5 separate regions of the Mus musculus genome follow, and regions 2, 3, 4 and 5 are each linked to region 1. The links are chromatin contacts, called in public Hi-C, HiCAR-type and promoter capture Hi-C maps. All regions are on one chromosome and are shown on one strand. The core of a region is the stretch at or near the end of the contact, and the rest is flanking DNA. Distances in the headings are between cores, read along the strand shown.

The links. Promoter capture Hi-C pulls out the DNA fragments that hold promoters and counts their contacts. Hi-C and Micro-C count contacts between places; a contact is called where the count stands out from the background. HiCAR-type assays count read pairs that join an accessible place to other places.
Region 2: a promoter capture Hi-C map of embryonic stem cells shows a contact between it and region 1, with 4 times the contacts expected there. The contact joins the promoter of Rhog here to the promoter of Trim34a in region 1. A contact is called at or near these places in 1 of 39 promoter capture datasets (embryonic stem cells) and 1 of 115 datasets of contacts at active chromatin or transcription factors (bone marrow-derived dendritic cells).
Region 3: a contact with region 1 is called in a promoter capture Hi-C map of second pharyngeal arch cranial neural crest. The contact joins the promoter of Trim68 here to the promoter of Trim34a in region 1. A contact is called at or near these places in 8 of 39 promoter capture datasets (the 3T3-L1 cell line, 3T3-L1-derived adipocytes, the C10 cell line and 5 more).
Region 4: a Hi-C map of B cells shows a contact between it and region 1, with 6 read pairs. The contact joins the promoter of Smpd1 here to the promoter of Trim34a in region 1. A contact is called at or near these places in 1 of 39 promoter capture datasets (the 3T3-L1 cell line) and 1 of 484 Hi-C or Micro-C datasets (B cells).
Region 5: a HiCAR-type map of astrocytes shows a contact between it and region 1, with 4 times the contacts expected there. The contact joins the promoter of Cavin3 here to the promoter of Trim34a in region 1. A contact is called at or near these places in 2 of 39 promoter capture datasets (cranial neural crest and liver), 1 of 115 datasets of contacts at active chromatin or transcription factors (astrocytes) and 1 of 9 other capture datasets (adipose tissue).

What each region holds. Positions count from the first base shown.
Region 1 is chr7:104,243,037-104,245,797 of GRCm38.p6, forward strand. Trim34a (tripartite motif-containing 34A) reads left to right here and starts at 1,421. Exons shown (of 8, transcript NM_030684.3): 1 at 1,421-1,556.
Region 2 is chr7:102,248,674-102,251,434 of GRCm38.p6, forward strand. Rhog (ras homolog family member G) reads right to left here and starts at 1,445. Exons shown (of 2, transcript NM_019566.3): 1 at 1,372-1,445.
Region 3 is chr7:102,685,928-102,688,688 of GRCm38.p6, forward strand. Trim68 (tripartite motif-containing 68) reads right to left here and starts at 1,400. Exons shown (of 7, transcript NM_198012.4): 1 at 1,214-1,400.
Region 4 is chr7:105,552,996-105,555,756 of GRCm38.p6, forward strand. It overlaps Smpd1 (sphingomyelin phosphodiesterase 1, acid lysosomal), which reads left to right and starts at 1,365. Exons shown (of 6, transcript NM_011421.2): 1 at 1,365-1,842; 2 at 2,227-2,761. The coding sequence starts at 1,537. It overlaps Gm39063 (a long non-coding RNA gene), which reads right to left and starts at 1,366. Exons shown (of 3, transcript XR_869857.2): 1 at 1,107-1,366.
Region 5 is chr7:105,480,837-105,483,597 of GRCm38.p6, forward strand. Cavin3 (caveolae associated 3) reads right to left here and starts at 1,361. Exons shown (of 2, transcript NM_028444.1): 1 at 940-1,361; 2 at 1-383. The coding sequence starts at 1,323. It overlaps Gm36847 (a long non-coding RNA gene), which reads left to right and starts at 1,963. Exons shown (of 3, transcript XR_378395.4): 1 at 1,963-2,034.

The sequences.
Region 1 (2,761 bases), core at 171-2,670:
TCATGACAGACTTAAAATTGGTAGTTAAGGAGACTAGGCCTAAGAACTGAGCCAGTCCAGGCAAGTCAATTACCAATAGAAAAAATCCTAGGCTCCAGCCTTCAAGCCCAGTTAATGGAATGTCCCAACCACCTGGCCTGAAGCAAGGCCAATGGGTAGGCAGCAGTTTCCAGACTTCCTCAGTTACTACCTTGGTAACAGTTCCCAGACCTCCCCAGCAAGTTTCCTGCCCTCACACCCAGGTAATAGAATGTCCATAGAGATGGACCCAATAGATTAACATAGAGGTCCCTACCTCAGAATTCCCTAATGAGCCTTAAATCAGACCAGCAAGCTCTCTTGGGTGTCTCTATCTTGGTAATGGGAGACCCCAGCTTGCTGGACTTCTGCAGAAATCTATCTTTACATTTGCATACCAGTTGAGTTGGGTGTCATTCTTCTTTGAATTATGGACCCTTACAACTTCACTGGCACCATTCCCTGCTGCAGGCATGGTTTCCCTTTCTTGTTTATTGGGTAGACTTGATAATTCTTGAGGGGGGTGGGTAAGAAGAGAGAAAGAGAGAGAGACAGAGAGACAGAGAGAGAGAGACAGAGAGAGACAGAGAGAGAGAGAGACAGAGAGAGAGACAGAGATAGAGAGAGACAGAGACAGAGAGACAGAGAGAGAGAGAGAGGAGCACTACCAGCAGGGAACATGTGGAGAGGGGACAGGGGGAAGGAGAAAGGGCTCAGAGAGAACAAGGAGGGGCCAAACAGTCCCTTTTATAGCAAGCCAGACCTACCTGACTGTTGCTAGGTAACTGTTGAGTGGAGCCTAAAAGGAATGTAAATGTGCTAACCTGGAAGGGATTGGGGATGGAGACACTTGAGAAGGTCAAAGTGGACAAAGGTCAGTGCAAAGCTGCAGATTCTATTTTCATAACCAAAGGGTTATTGTTATTCACAAATTAAGCAAAAGACCGTGCTTTTTTTTTTTTTTTTAATGTGTTCCCATGTATTCCTGGGTTGTTGTTCCCCTAACTGAACACCTTTAAACATTAAGGAACTCAGAGACCACCCTCAGATGGTGACTAGATAAAAATACCGCTGCTGTCTGGCCTGAAAAAGATTGTAAGAAACTGTATAGCTTGCTGGGCCATTTGTTTTATTTTCGGCTCACACGTTAATAAAAGTTTCTCGTGTTTCTTTTGAGTTCGTGGCTGCCTTCTTGCTGAGTGAAATCTTCCCTTAACATGGTCTTTAACCACCTGATGTAAGTGACAGCCCTTAGCTATGGCCACCAAAAAGCTCTTCCTGGCTGCTGAAAACTTCTCCTCTAGCCTTGGATCACCAGAGTCCCTGCATTGCCATCTATTGGTGGCCTAGAGTTTTGCCAATACTTAGGACTCAAAAGTTTCCTCCTCTTTCCTGTATCCGCTGGTTTGGAGTTTCAGTTTCTTTTCTCTGCAGTCAAAAAGGGAGGGGCTGCTGGTTGGTTTGGCTGGCTGAAACCAGTCCCTGGCTTTTCCTCACCGCTTCTGTCTGGAGGAAAGATCTCCCCTTCCAGGTCGGAGGTGAGGGTCCAAAGGTGTGTGCGAAAGTTTGTCCAGGGTGGAGGGAGGGAGACCCTAAAAGGAGAGACTTCAGTGACGCTTAGGAGAGGCTTATTTGCTCACAGATCACAAACCGCAGTGATCTGAAGTTGAGAAAAAGAGTTCGTGAGGAATCGAATTGAAATTGAGCAGGAAGGTCTTTTTTTTTTTTTTTTTCTGGAGAAGCCCCTTCTTTTGCTGGGGCAAGCACTTCCTGTTTCCTTCTGCTCTGCTGCTGTGATACACCTTGTAAACAGGTCTGGAATCTCAGGAGCCCTCCCCACCCCCCGCGTCCCCTCCTCTTCTCTCCCTTCTCCTTGTTTCCTCTCCCCTCTGCCTACTAAGATACTGTAGAGTTTCAGGGGTTCAGTCTAAGAGGAGCCTCTATTCCCCTCCTTGCAGCCAAAGGGGCTATCAGTGACCTTAACATCCTGAGCCCTTGATTTACTTGAAAACCCGCCCCCGTGTCACTTTCTAACTATATGTACCTCTGAAGAGCCACTCTTAGGATTCCATGTTTACTTAAACAGAGATTTTTTTTTTAAATACGTATTTATTATTTATTTTTGAGGCCCGTTTCACCGCCTTACTGAGGTTGGTCCTGGAGTTCTGGGGTCAAATATCACCCTACCTCAGCCTCTTAAAGTAGCTGGGACTGCAAGCTTGTGCCTTCCCAACCCCCTCACCCCTCCACCTGCTTGTTTCTGTCTCAGTAGCCATAAGAGATCCTGGTGTCCTCACCTGGCTTAGGCCTTATTGATCATTCTTGCTTGCATCTTTGCACTAAAAGTTATATCAGTTCTTTTTTTTTTTTTTTTTGCTTAGATAGTAAACAAGAGTTAGGTATTGCTCTGGACAGAGCCTAGGTGTTCTTGGTAAGATATTGATCCTGAATATTTTCCATGTTAGGCTAATATATGGGCATTTTGCATCTTCATAGATGGTTTAAACACCTGCCCGCCATTGTCCAGTACTTTCACTTTTCAGAATTCACCACATCTCCTTTTTCTGAATCTGCACTGCAATGCTAGAGAGTTTAGTCATGGCCAAACACAGAAGATAATTAAGGTGTCTCTCTCTCTCTCTTTTAATTAAAAATGTCAATGGGAAAAAGCGTGTTTTGGCATAAAAAAGCATACTAAGCACCCATTCAATATTTATCTAATATGAAATAAATCGACATGCTT
Region 2 (2,761 bases), core at 195-2,694, 2.0 Mb before region 1:
CACTACACACACACTCCTAGGCTGCCTTCCTAAGAATCAGGGTAGTTTGATTTCCCATGGACTTTCTCACTAATCTTATTCTTGTGTCACCCAACCCTGCCTGCTACAGACTGCTTCCCCTTGCCTAACCACAGTGTCACCCACCGCAGGTTCCCTTCATTCTGCCGGCTTCTGCTCTGGGCCTTCTCAAGGCTGAGGGCAGTTATTTTGTCTCTAAGAGATAAAGAACACCAAAACTTGCATGTTCACGGGCGTGTGCACATGTTTAATCATCTCCATCATCGGGAGGTTGCAGCCAGCATCTCTAAGCTAAAGACGTTTGAAAAAGGCTCTCAAACTCAGCAAGTTTAAAGCAGTTTCTGACACCAAAGCTAGATTACAGACCAAGGGAAGGAGACGGACTGAGGGCGGCAGGGAAGATAGAAACAAAATGGGGAGATATGTGTGTGGTAGTCAGAGGCTGAACAACAGGCAGGGCAGGGTAAATGCGAGATCAGGGCCTGGGTACATCTATGTGGTTGGGGGAAGAGCCGGAAGGAGGCGAATGTGGTCGACACTATGGCGAATGTGGAAGACAGTATGGGGAGTTCAGGTGAGGGAGAAGACGTTAAGAGCTCTCAATCATTACCGAAAGCCAGTACTCCAGCTGCCTCTCAAAGTCATGGAAGTTGTCAGTGACTATCGGTATAGTGGCCCTTTCCTTCCTCAGTTTATCCTCAAAATAAAAAAGGCCAGATTGAGTCTGATAGACACAACAGACGTGTTCACTAAATACCCGCTGTTGTATGGGACAGGAATAAAGAGGTTGGCTCAGAAAAATACAGAGAGGGAATGGGGATTCCCCCACCGAGTCCTCAGCAGCAACAGTGTAGCAGCTATGGACTGGCTCCGACCTTCCCGGGTGAGACTTCAGAGGCCTCAGACACCGCCCCCCACCCCCAACCCCAGCCTCACAAATGTCACAACTGCAGAGCAGAGAGCGCGCCTTCTGCAGCCCAGAGGCCCTTTCCTTTCACACACTACTGAACAGCCCCACAACTTCTGAGGGCACCCCACCGCAGAGTCCCAGCCTCACAGCTCAGCGCTTTCCCACTTCCGAGCCTCTCACGGTTCGGATCTCAGTGGTCCCTCGCGGACAGCAGGAGCTCGCGCTGTCCCTCGGATCCCACCCTCAACCCGGCCACCAGCGATCGGGTCGCGGTGGCCGCTGTCCCCGCCCGGCCTGCCGCGCCCGCCCAACTTGCAGTGAACGAAAACCTCCCGCCCTCGGCCTCCCTCCTGCAAACTTCCCGGCTCCCGGGTACCCAGTCCGGGCCAGCTTGAACTCCTCTTCCCAGGACCCCTGCCCGACGGGCTCGACCCGGGCCTCACCTGGTGCCCTCCCCGCGGCGGGGGAGCTGGGGGCGGCGGCGGCGGCTCTGGGCTCAAGAAGGAAGTGAGAACTGGAGGCCGGAGGAAGTGGGGGGGTGGGGGCCGGGCCGGCAGGGCCGGGGCGGGGCGCGGGGGCGGGCCGGCCGGGGCGGGGCGGACTAGGAAGTCGGAGGCCTCCCCCACCCTCCAGCCTCGGGTTTTCTGCAAGCTTTGCCCTCCGCACAGTCCCGCACACCCTGCTTCTCTCCACTCTTCGCCCCGTGAGCCCTGAGACCCCTTGAGTCTGGCCTCTCAAGGTCAGGTCTCCCCGCTTTCACTTGGCATCTCCCCCCCACCCCCCAGCAGGGGCCCTAAGCTAGGCGCTGGGCATTTGTTCTCTTCCTAGTATCTCACTCCCCGCCCCGCAGCCTCCGCGGGAAGGCTGAGAAATGCCTTCCGCTCAGCCCGGGAATCTAGAGGTAGCCGCGGCTGGCTAGGGGTTAGCCGGAATGGGTCAGGCTGGGGCAGTCCCCACCCCTGCCCTGAGCCTTGGGAGAATGCTGGGTGGTGGTGATTCAGCAGTGGGAAGGTCCCAGACCCCTGGGGAGGGTGGGGAGACAGAGGTGGGGGGAGGGCAGCTGCCGTCAGCACCCCGGGAAAAGACGTGATCAGCAGAGATGCAGGCGGAGCCGCGCGGGCCCCCAAAACAGGATGTCGTGTCGTGGTTCCGCACCTCGCAGCTCCGCGGGGCCCTGGGGAGGGGGCGGGGCGTGGGAAGACGTGGGGCTCTTCTTGTTCCCTGATCTCGCCCTGGCGCGCGGCTGTTTGGAGCGGTAGGACCGCGCCCAGGCCTGAGGTCCGGCTTGGGCCCTGGAGACCGGCGAGTGGACGGCCTCGAGGGCGCCCTCTGGTGCTTCTAACCCAGGCCTTGGGCGCAGTTTTCCTGGAGAATCCACAGTCTTGATTCTTTTAACAACTTTCTGGGTGCTCTACCACGTGCAGAGCTCCGCAAGGTACAGTGAAAACAACACAAGATAAACACCCCGTCTTACAGAGGACCTCCAAATAAAGTGGATCAGGTCTGACAGGTAGTTTAATGTTTCCAAGTATCAGTTTTTTGTTTTGTTTTGTTTTGGTAAAATCAACAAAAAAAATTTCTCCACCCAGAGGATGTGAAGATTACAGAATAGGTATCCGTGCTGTGGTACTGTATAGAAAGTCAAGTTAGGACAATCAAACTCAGGCTGGTCAGTGACTGACTAAACGAGTGTTCTCAGATTCCAGAAGCCTGTTCTCATCGCACAGGCAGTTTGTGGACCCCTTACTTCTTCTTTGGCCCTTAGGCAAATTCCTCCCAATGGGAAGAGAATAAATTGGAGGGGCTAGGGGAAATTTGGGAGGGCAGAACTAG
Region 3 (2,761 bases), core at 150-2,649, 1.6 Mb before region 1:
AAAGGCCCATGTACGCTCCAGCGGAGGGATCATGGAGTAAGCATCCTCCTTTCACCCCCTCACCCCCTCGACTGTTCTGAAATGCTGGGGATTTAACAAGAATCTCAAGCATGCTAGGCAGATGCCTAAGTCTTCTTACTCTCCCAACTGCACCCGTGGCAGCCATATTCTCCTCAGTGCTATGTGCAGTGCTTGGACCCGGGGTCTGTTCATTTTACCCTATTTGGAATCACACTCTTCCAACTGAGACTGTTTCCACGATCTCACTGTTGATATCATTTACCAGAGTCTGTGGGTTTCTTAATTCACACACTAGAAATTTACTATTCATATTTTCTGTTTTTCTTACAATATCCTAATGTCGTGGTACGTTTAATACAGAGTTATCTTCAGTTTTGCTCAGTGTATTCTTGATGCCAACAACAGTGTCTCAATACTTGTTAAATGCATGAGAATTCAATGTAAATGTTTAGGCATAGCTGATAGTAGAGGTGTTAATATCTTCATCTAAGGCAGTGTGCATGTGTCCACCTGTTCATGCTTTGGTGTCAAAAGCACTACTTAAAGCTACAGAAAACCAAAAAAACCCCCAAACAACAACAACAACAACAACAACAACAACAACAACAACAACAACAACAACCAGACAAAACAGCAGATGAAAATTTGGAAGACACTGGCAGTAGGAAAGCGAGGCAAAGAAAGATAGAAATGATAAATCAAGATAAATCACAAAAATGTAGTGGAAGCATGTTAGTTCTATACATTGCCTCAAAAAATGTAAACATGGGAAAGATGTCAAAGATCTGGAGATAAATACAGTTTTCCAATAGAGGATCTCCAATAGAGATCTTTTATCAAACATAAATACTTGGTCAAAAGTTTGACTCATTAACTGCTCAGACCTGTCCAACCTGTAGCTGAGGGCAGCTGTGAATACAGGCCAAACACAAAACTGTAAAATGTTAAGTTTCTTTATGCGATTTTGTTCTCCAGAGTGAACTTTGTAGACTACAATATCAAAAGGTTGCACCTAGCAACCAGTGCCTCCACGGTCCTCAGGGCCGCGAAGGGAGGGGGAAGAGCCTGGAAGCGGCAGAAACCAGCCTCGGGTCTGGAAGCAGTGGCGGTCCGTGCCTTCCTGACCTTCGGGCACTAGGCAGTTCCCCAGGGCGGTGGGATTGGGAACAGGGGAGGGTAAAGAGGGCAGGACCTGTGTTGTCCTCCAAAGAGGTCTGCTGTCGCCTCCTTCTCTAAGCAGCTGTGGAGGCGCGGGGCTCCAGCGGTCCAATCCGCAGCGTAGGAAGCAGCGGGGCGCTCGCCCGCCGCCGGAAGCCGCGATAGCAGCGGGGGCGAGGGACCCAAGGCAAGAGCCGCGCCCGGAGCTGCAGGACCCACCCACTGCGCCGGAACCGACGAATCACTTCTGCACTCAGAGTGGCCTGATTGGCTGTTCGCTTGCCACGTTTCCTGGTTGAATTCAGCTACCTAGCGTGGGTGCGCAGCCGGGCTTCCTTAAGTGGCACCTTTACGCATTGGAATCCGCAGTTCCCTGGAACACGAGCTGCAAGTGGCTGCTCCAGGTTTCAGACAATTAAGCAAAAGTTTTAATAAATGCTTCTGTTTTTCCTGGCTAACTCTTGACACTTACATACTTTTGGTAGCTCCTCATTGCAACAAACTAGTTTCAGAGTTAGAAAACATATTAAATTACGAAGTCCTGATCATAAGCTGCCAGTAAAAAAATCTTTTTAAAGCAGTGTGTAAGCTTTCCTCTCGTCCAACCGCAGAGACACACAAGACCAAGCGTGTTAAATCATAGACCTGGATTTTTCTTTGTAGTTCTTTGGTTCTTTTTCGGATACTGGGACTTTTACTGAGTAAGCAAGAGAAGACACTCAGTGACATATGGGAAGTAACGAAAAAAATTCCAGATGAATCCAGCTTCCAGTGATATGTTTATCGTTGGGACCCATGCTCTTTGAATTCCATGACAATGTCAGAGCTGAGGACATGGTTGACATTCTTCAGGGTGACACCCAGAAAATTATTGAAAATAGACAGGACCAGCACTGTAGGGGGAGAGGGAGGAACTGAGATTTGAACTGAGCCTCTGCTTCTTGGTAGAGACAAATGACTGACCTTATGTCACAGTGAACAGATGGATTCAAAGAAGACATTTAAAAAATACTAATTGAGCATGCATACAAAGAGACCTGGATTGCAAGACTGGGTCATACATTCTCTGCCTTAAAGTCAACCAAGTTCAAGGGAATTGAAATCAAAAGGGGACATCTTTTTCATTTGTAATTGAATGTGTTTGTAACTATGACTGACTCTCAAAGGCCCTGAGAATAGGACACCATAGAGTGACTGGGGGAAGAGGCTCTTGCTTATGAGGAGCACTTTGGACTTAAAAGTTTTGAAGACACGATCAAGTAACCTCATTGGCTGATGAACTTATACAGAATAAAAATAAGAACAGGAGAAGACTGGCTTCCAGGAAGCTAGGAGAAGGGTCTCTAAGCCCATCCCTACAGTGACACACTTCTTCCAACAAGGCCACACCTACTATTGTTAGACCCCGAAACTGGGGAGACTTCCGCTCAAGTCCCGGGATGAGCTGGCCAGCACTCCAATAACTCGAGAGAAAACCACACCTGATGCAAAACTGCAAGAGGCTTTATTGTCAGCTGAGGATGAGCTCCCTATCGGTAACAGTAGGGGGCTTTTAGAGGAAAAACGTGAGGAATTGGGAGGA
Region 4 (2,761 bases), core at 115-2,614, 1.3 Mb after region 1:
CGAACTGTGGATCCTGGGGCAAGACATAGTGAGATCCTGTCTCAAAAACAAAACAAACAAACAACAACAGATAAAATAGGATTAAAAACACTTAAGAAGACCTTTGAGAGATGAGATGTAACCCATACCTGGCACCATTATCAGTGTAAGGGCCTGTGGCTAGATAGGTCATAACCCCCATAGCGGGGCAGAGAACCTACTACTATTATTCTGCTAATAGGCACAGTATTTAAATGACTTTAGTGTACCCGTAGATCAGAGCACTTAGCAGTCCTCACCAGTGAAGCTTCTTGAAGCAGGAGAGAGTTAAACACAGACACCTACAAATGATCATCAGAGAACAAGAGACTTCGAAGTGATCCTCCCTAAATGGGGTCTATATCACACCTCTCCTTACAAGGCTAAGTGATTGAAAGTGGGACTGAAAGACTGGAAGAGCCAGAGGCAGCGGGTGACTAAAGGAAACTTTTCTGGCACGACAGGGAAGTTGCATGCAGTGAAATCGCCATGATTGTGACAGCACGCACAGGATGTTCAAGCGAGACAAAATTCCAAAGGCTCACTCCTAGCTAAGGCGTATTGGCATCGGAGAGCTCCTAGAAGAGGCAGTTTTCTTTTTAAGGATATGACGACCCCTGGTAGGTTGACCAGGCTCCAGGGCAGGTCCCACACCTAATAGTGTTGGGACCTGGGTAGAATTCCCAGCACGCAGCACGGGCGTGGCGACCTCAATACATCTATAACTCCAGTCCAGGTGGATCCTCTTCCGGCCTCCAGCAGGCACCACGCACGTGGTGCACACACATACAAAATACCCATACACATAAATAAATAATAATGCAAAATTTTAAATTAAAAGAAAGACACATTAACAAAACCTTAAGTGATTCAAGGCTGCTGTAATGGTGGCAGAGCATAGGAAATCGAGGGGAGGACCGTCCATGGCAGGTCAATCCGCTCAATGCAAGCATCGCTGCCCCAGCCCTCTCTAGTTAATCTTCTCAGTTTAATGACCAGCTGAGCCGGGCATCTATTCTAGGAATCTGAATGTTTAAAAAAAAAAAAAAAAAAAAAAAGCGGGGAGGGGGGGTGGAAGAGAGGGGCACCTGGGAGTTCCCTAAAGGGCTTCCATCAGTTCTGGGCAGAAATTATCGGGGCCGCCGCCCGCAGCCTCGCGCAGCAATGGCTCAGGGTGGTGAAGCTTGTCTCTACCGAGGTCACCTACCCACCCCAACCCCGCGGGTCCTAAGACCGCCCGGGGTGATTGGGCTGTGGCTGAAGAAGGCGGATCAGGGCGGGTTGGCGAGCCCCCTTTTGCTCCGCCCCCAAGGTTTTGACAGCCGCTCCCCCACAGTTGCTGGGCCATAAGAGGAACAGGAAGGGGAGGAGCTGTTTTGTGGCTGGCTGCTGAGCTATCAGTCAACCACAACGAAGGGTAATCAGGTGTCTCCAGCGTTACCCGGGCCCCGAGGGCCAGCCAGGGCTTCGGCCTGTGGGGCCTGGAGGGGCAAGCCAGTCCTGTCTACGAGCCTGGCAATGCCCCACCACAGAGCATCATCCGGCCAGGACCACCTCAGAGCCGGCTGGGAGCAGAGACTGGAGAGGTCCTTACCGGCACCCAGAGTGGGACTCCTTTGGATGGGGCTGGGCTTGGCGCTGGTTCTGGCTCTGTTTGACTCCACGGTTCTTTGGGTTCCTGCCAGAGCTTATCCTCTTCCTTCTGAAGGCCATTCTGTCAAATTCAGTGCCATAGCGCCGCCGCTCCAGAGTGCCTTTGGGTGGCAGAACCTCACTTGCCCCGCCTGCAAAGTCTTATTCACTGCTCTCAACCATGGGCTGAAGGTGAGTGCGTGAAGGGCTGTTGTGGAATGCTGGGGGCAGGATGAAGTGCACTGGTATGCCCGGGGGAGGGGGCAATATATTTCTGGTAGAGGGTGCTTCCTATGCATCCATGTTACCACTACCCCACTGTGACCTTTATAAAGTTAGGGAGAGTAAAGTCAGCTGGCTAATTGTGGGCTTGAAATGGTAGCACACCCTGAGCTAGAGTAGGTAGCTAGAGGCCTGGTGCTGAACTGCTGGGCAGTGTGTGGGAGATACTGATGTCTCTTTATCATGGTGACAGAGTTATCCTAGCTCCGATTTAGACATGGAAGCCTGTGGAGTGGTGGCCAGGGTTCACTTGTTCTGTCTCTGACCTAACTTCATTGGTTCCTTCCACCACAGAAGGAGCCCAATGTGGCACGGGTAGGCTCTGTGGCCATCAAGATATGCAAGATGCTGAACATAGCACCACTAGATGTGTGCCAGTCAGCCGTCCATCTCTTTGAGGACGATGTGGTGGAGGTGTGGACACGTTCAGTTCTGAGCCCATCAGAGGCTTGTGGCTTGCTTCTGGGCTCCTCTTGTGGACACTGGGACATCTTTTCGACTTGGAACATCTCTTTGCCATCAGTGCCGAAGCCACCCCCAAAGCCACCGAGCCCACCAGCCCCCGGTGCCCCTGTCAGCCGTGTCCTCTTCCTTACTGATCTACACTGGGACCATGAGTACCTGGAGGGCACAGACCCTTACTGTGCAGATCCACTTTGCTGCCGCCGGGGGTCCGGATGGCCACCCAACTCCCAGAAGGGGGCTGGGTTCTGGGGCGAGTACAGCAAGTGTGACCTGCCCTTGCGAACGCTAGAAAGCCTGTTGAAAGGACTGGGCCCTGCCGGCCCTTTTGAAATGGTGTACTGGACGGGAGATATCCCTGCCCATG
Region 5 (2,761 bases), core at 111-2,610, 1.2 Mb after region 1:
ATTTGAAGCACGGGTTTCTCAGGATCTTCCTTGGTAGGTTGAGGAGGTTCTGGCTCCAGGGCAGTCTCGAGCTCGGACTCCATTTCAGGCTGAGCTGCAGGCTGGCCTTCTGATGGGCCTTCAGAGCTCCGGACAGGCCCTACGCGTGGCGGCTTGACTGGTGTGGGCTGTGCTGCTTTACGACTGGAAAGAGCCCTTTTCAGGCTTTGAACTTTCTGTAAACCAGTGCGGCGCAGCCGCTGAGCCCTGGACTCCACTGGCTCCTCTTCAGAACTCTCTCCAACTTCATCCTCTGGCTGATCTGGGCCCAGCACCAACTGGTCCTCCGGACCCAAGAGCTCTGGGACTTTCTGGAAGGCGCGGGCTGGAATTTCAGTCTCCTCCTAAATGTGATGACACAGCTTTTGATTCTCTGATTTGACCCTGGCACTTAGCCAGGACCAGCCTGAAACTCTCTTGCCCGCCCGCCAAGGGAAGCTACTCCACCCTTTGCATCTGCACTAGGAATTGGGGCCAAAATAGAGGAATGGGAAGATGGGGGATGGGGAGGATGGAGGAGCAGAGAGATGAGCAAAGAGGGGGAAAGTGGACCTTGCAAGTTTGCAAAGTGGATGAAACCGTGTAGAGTGTAACAGCTGTATAGGCGCTTGGAGGAGGCAGAGTAACACCTAACAGTTAGTTCCATGTGGGTGCGACTGACCAAATCCGCAGACTGGCCTGAGTTAGGGAGGGCGTGGGTTGGCCAGGCTGGGAGTGAGAAAGGGATAAGGTCGCTGTTGTGAGAAAGTGGGTGCGGCTCTGAGAGTCTTCCACAAGTGAGGGCAGCACGCTGGGTCAGGAATGTGGAGATGCGGACGGGTGGGTGGCAGGAGTCCTTCCCTCGGTGGTAACCTAGAGGCGAGGGTTGGGGGCGGGAGAGGGATGCCTGAGGTCACTGACCTTGAAGAGCAGGACGTGCAGCTTCCCGCGCGCCACCAGCAGCCCGTGGTTGGCCTCCAACCGCTGCACCTGAGCAGCGCGACGCACGGCCCGCTCCTGGGCTGCGTCGGCGTGCGAGCCCACGCGCTCCGCCTTGGCCAGCAGCTGCGTCAGTGTGTTGCTGGTGGTGTCGTGGCTGCGACTCAGCGCACCCAGGCCACTCTGTATGCGACGCACGGAGCCCGCCAGGCCGCCCTGCCTCTCAGCCAGGCCGCCTTGCCGCTCCCGCAGAGCCTCCAGCATGGTGGCCAATTTCTCCAGCAAGGTCACCACGGTGACTGCGTGCACCGGACCCCCTGCGGGCGTCTCAGGCACAGGTCCGGGCTCCAGTGCGCTCTCCCCCATGATCTCTGACCACCGGGCCTGCTCTCCCTGAGACCGATGGCTGCGATCTGGGCTGGGGCTGCCTTTCCCCGCCTCCTCCCCTAGTTCAGGCCGTGACTCAGCCGGGCGGGAGTTGGCATCTTCCGCGGTGGGAAAAGGAGGAGGCCGAGCAAGGGGGCGGAATGTCCAAAGGGGGCTCTTTCGAAGGCTCCGCCCCGGGATCTGCGAGTAAGACAGTCCTGCCCAGAGGCACCTCTTTTCTGAGTTTGTGCTCCTTTTCCCCCATTTTCCTGGTGGGCTTCTTTCAGGCCTGTGTTCTTCACAGCAAAAGGCAAACCACTGAAAATTTCATTTATCTATCTAGTGATCAGAGAAGGGGGTGGGGGTGGAAGGCAGGGGTGTTAAAGGCATAGCCTAAGCCGTCAAAGCTGCTGAGCCCCAACGCTGGGCGGAGGCCTGTAAAGTTTGGAATGTTCTGCCTCAGACCCAAGACTGCCTAGGCCCAAGGCAGGGCTTTGTGTCTAGGCGGGCTGGGCGGGGCATCCTCTGATATTTTCCAGGTTTAGCCTCTGGCTTCGTTTATTGCTATTTCTTCCTACTGGACTGCGTTGTTCTTCTTTGGATTCCTGGAGGATAGCTCAGCCATGAGTTAGAATAAGTACTGGTTTGTCCGTTTTAATGGAGATTGGCTGTGGTTCCTGCGTAATGCCTTCAATCCCGTCTCCGAAATTGGTGAGTGTGAGGATTTGAAATGCTGCAGTAGCTAGATATGGTGATACATATTGAGGTAGGAAAATCACCAATTGGAGACCATGATGAACTACATAGTGAGTGTTAGAGTGGAAAATCACTACATAAAGGTTGATTCCTGAGTTCTGGTTGTGAAAACTTTGTTTTTATGTTAGAGTTTGATTTGCTCATCTTGGACCCGATATTAGCAGAGCCATCTGAGCCTGACAAAAGAACACAAAGAGTTTGAGCGGGGTTTCATGTCATTCAGGGAGGCCCTGAACTCACTGTTCAGCCAAGGATGGTCTTGAATGTCTGTTCTTGCTTCTGCCACCCAACGGCTGAGATAACAGTTGTGTGCCACCAAACCTACTTTATGCTGGTGCTGGAAATCGAACTCAGGCTCCTATGCACACTGGTCAACATCTTCAACGGAGCTACATCTTTGACCCTGTTTCTGTGTTTTTGAGATAGGGACTCATTGTGTAACCCAGGCCTCAAACTCAAAATCTTCCTGTCTCAGACACCTGAGTGTTGAAGTTATAGGTGTTCATTGACTGCCCCATTAGTTGGCTGAAAAGGCACAGCGTTAAGGATCAAACCCAAACCCTCAAACACGCTAGACAAGTATTCTGCCACTAAGCCATACCCCAGCCCAACAACTTGGAAATCTTTTAGATGTTTTTATTTATTTATGTATATGTGTGTGTGCATGAATGTGTGCACATGC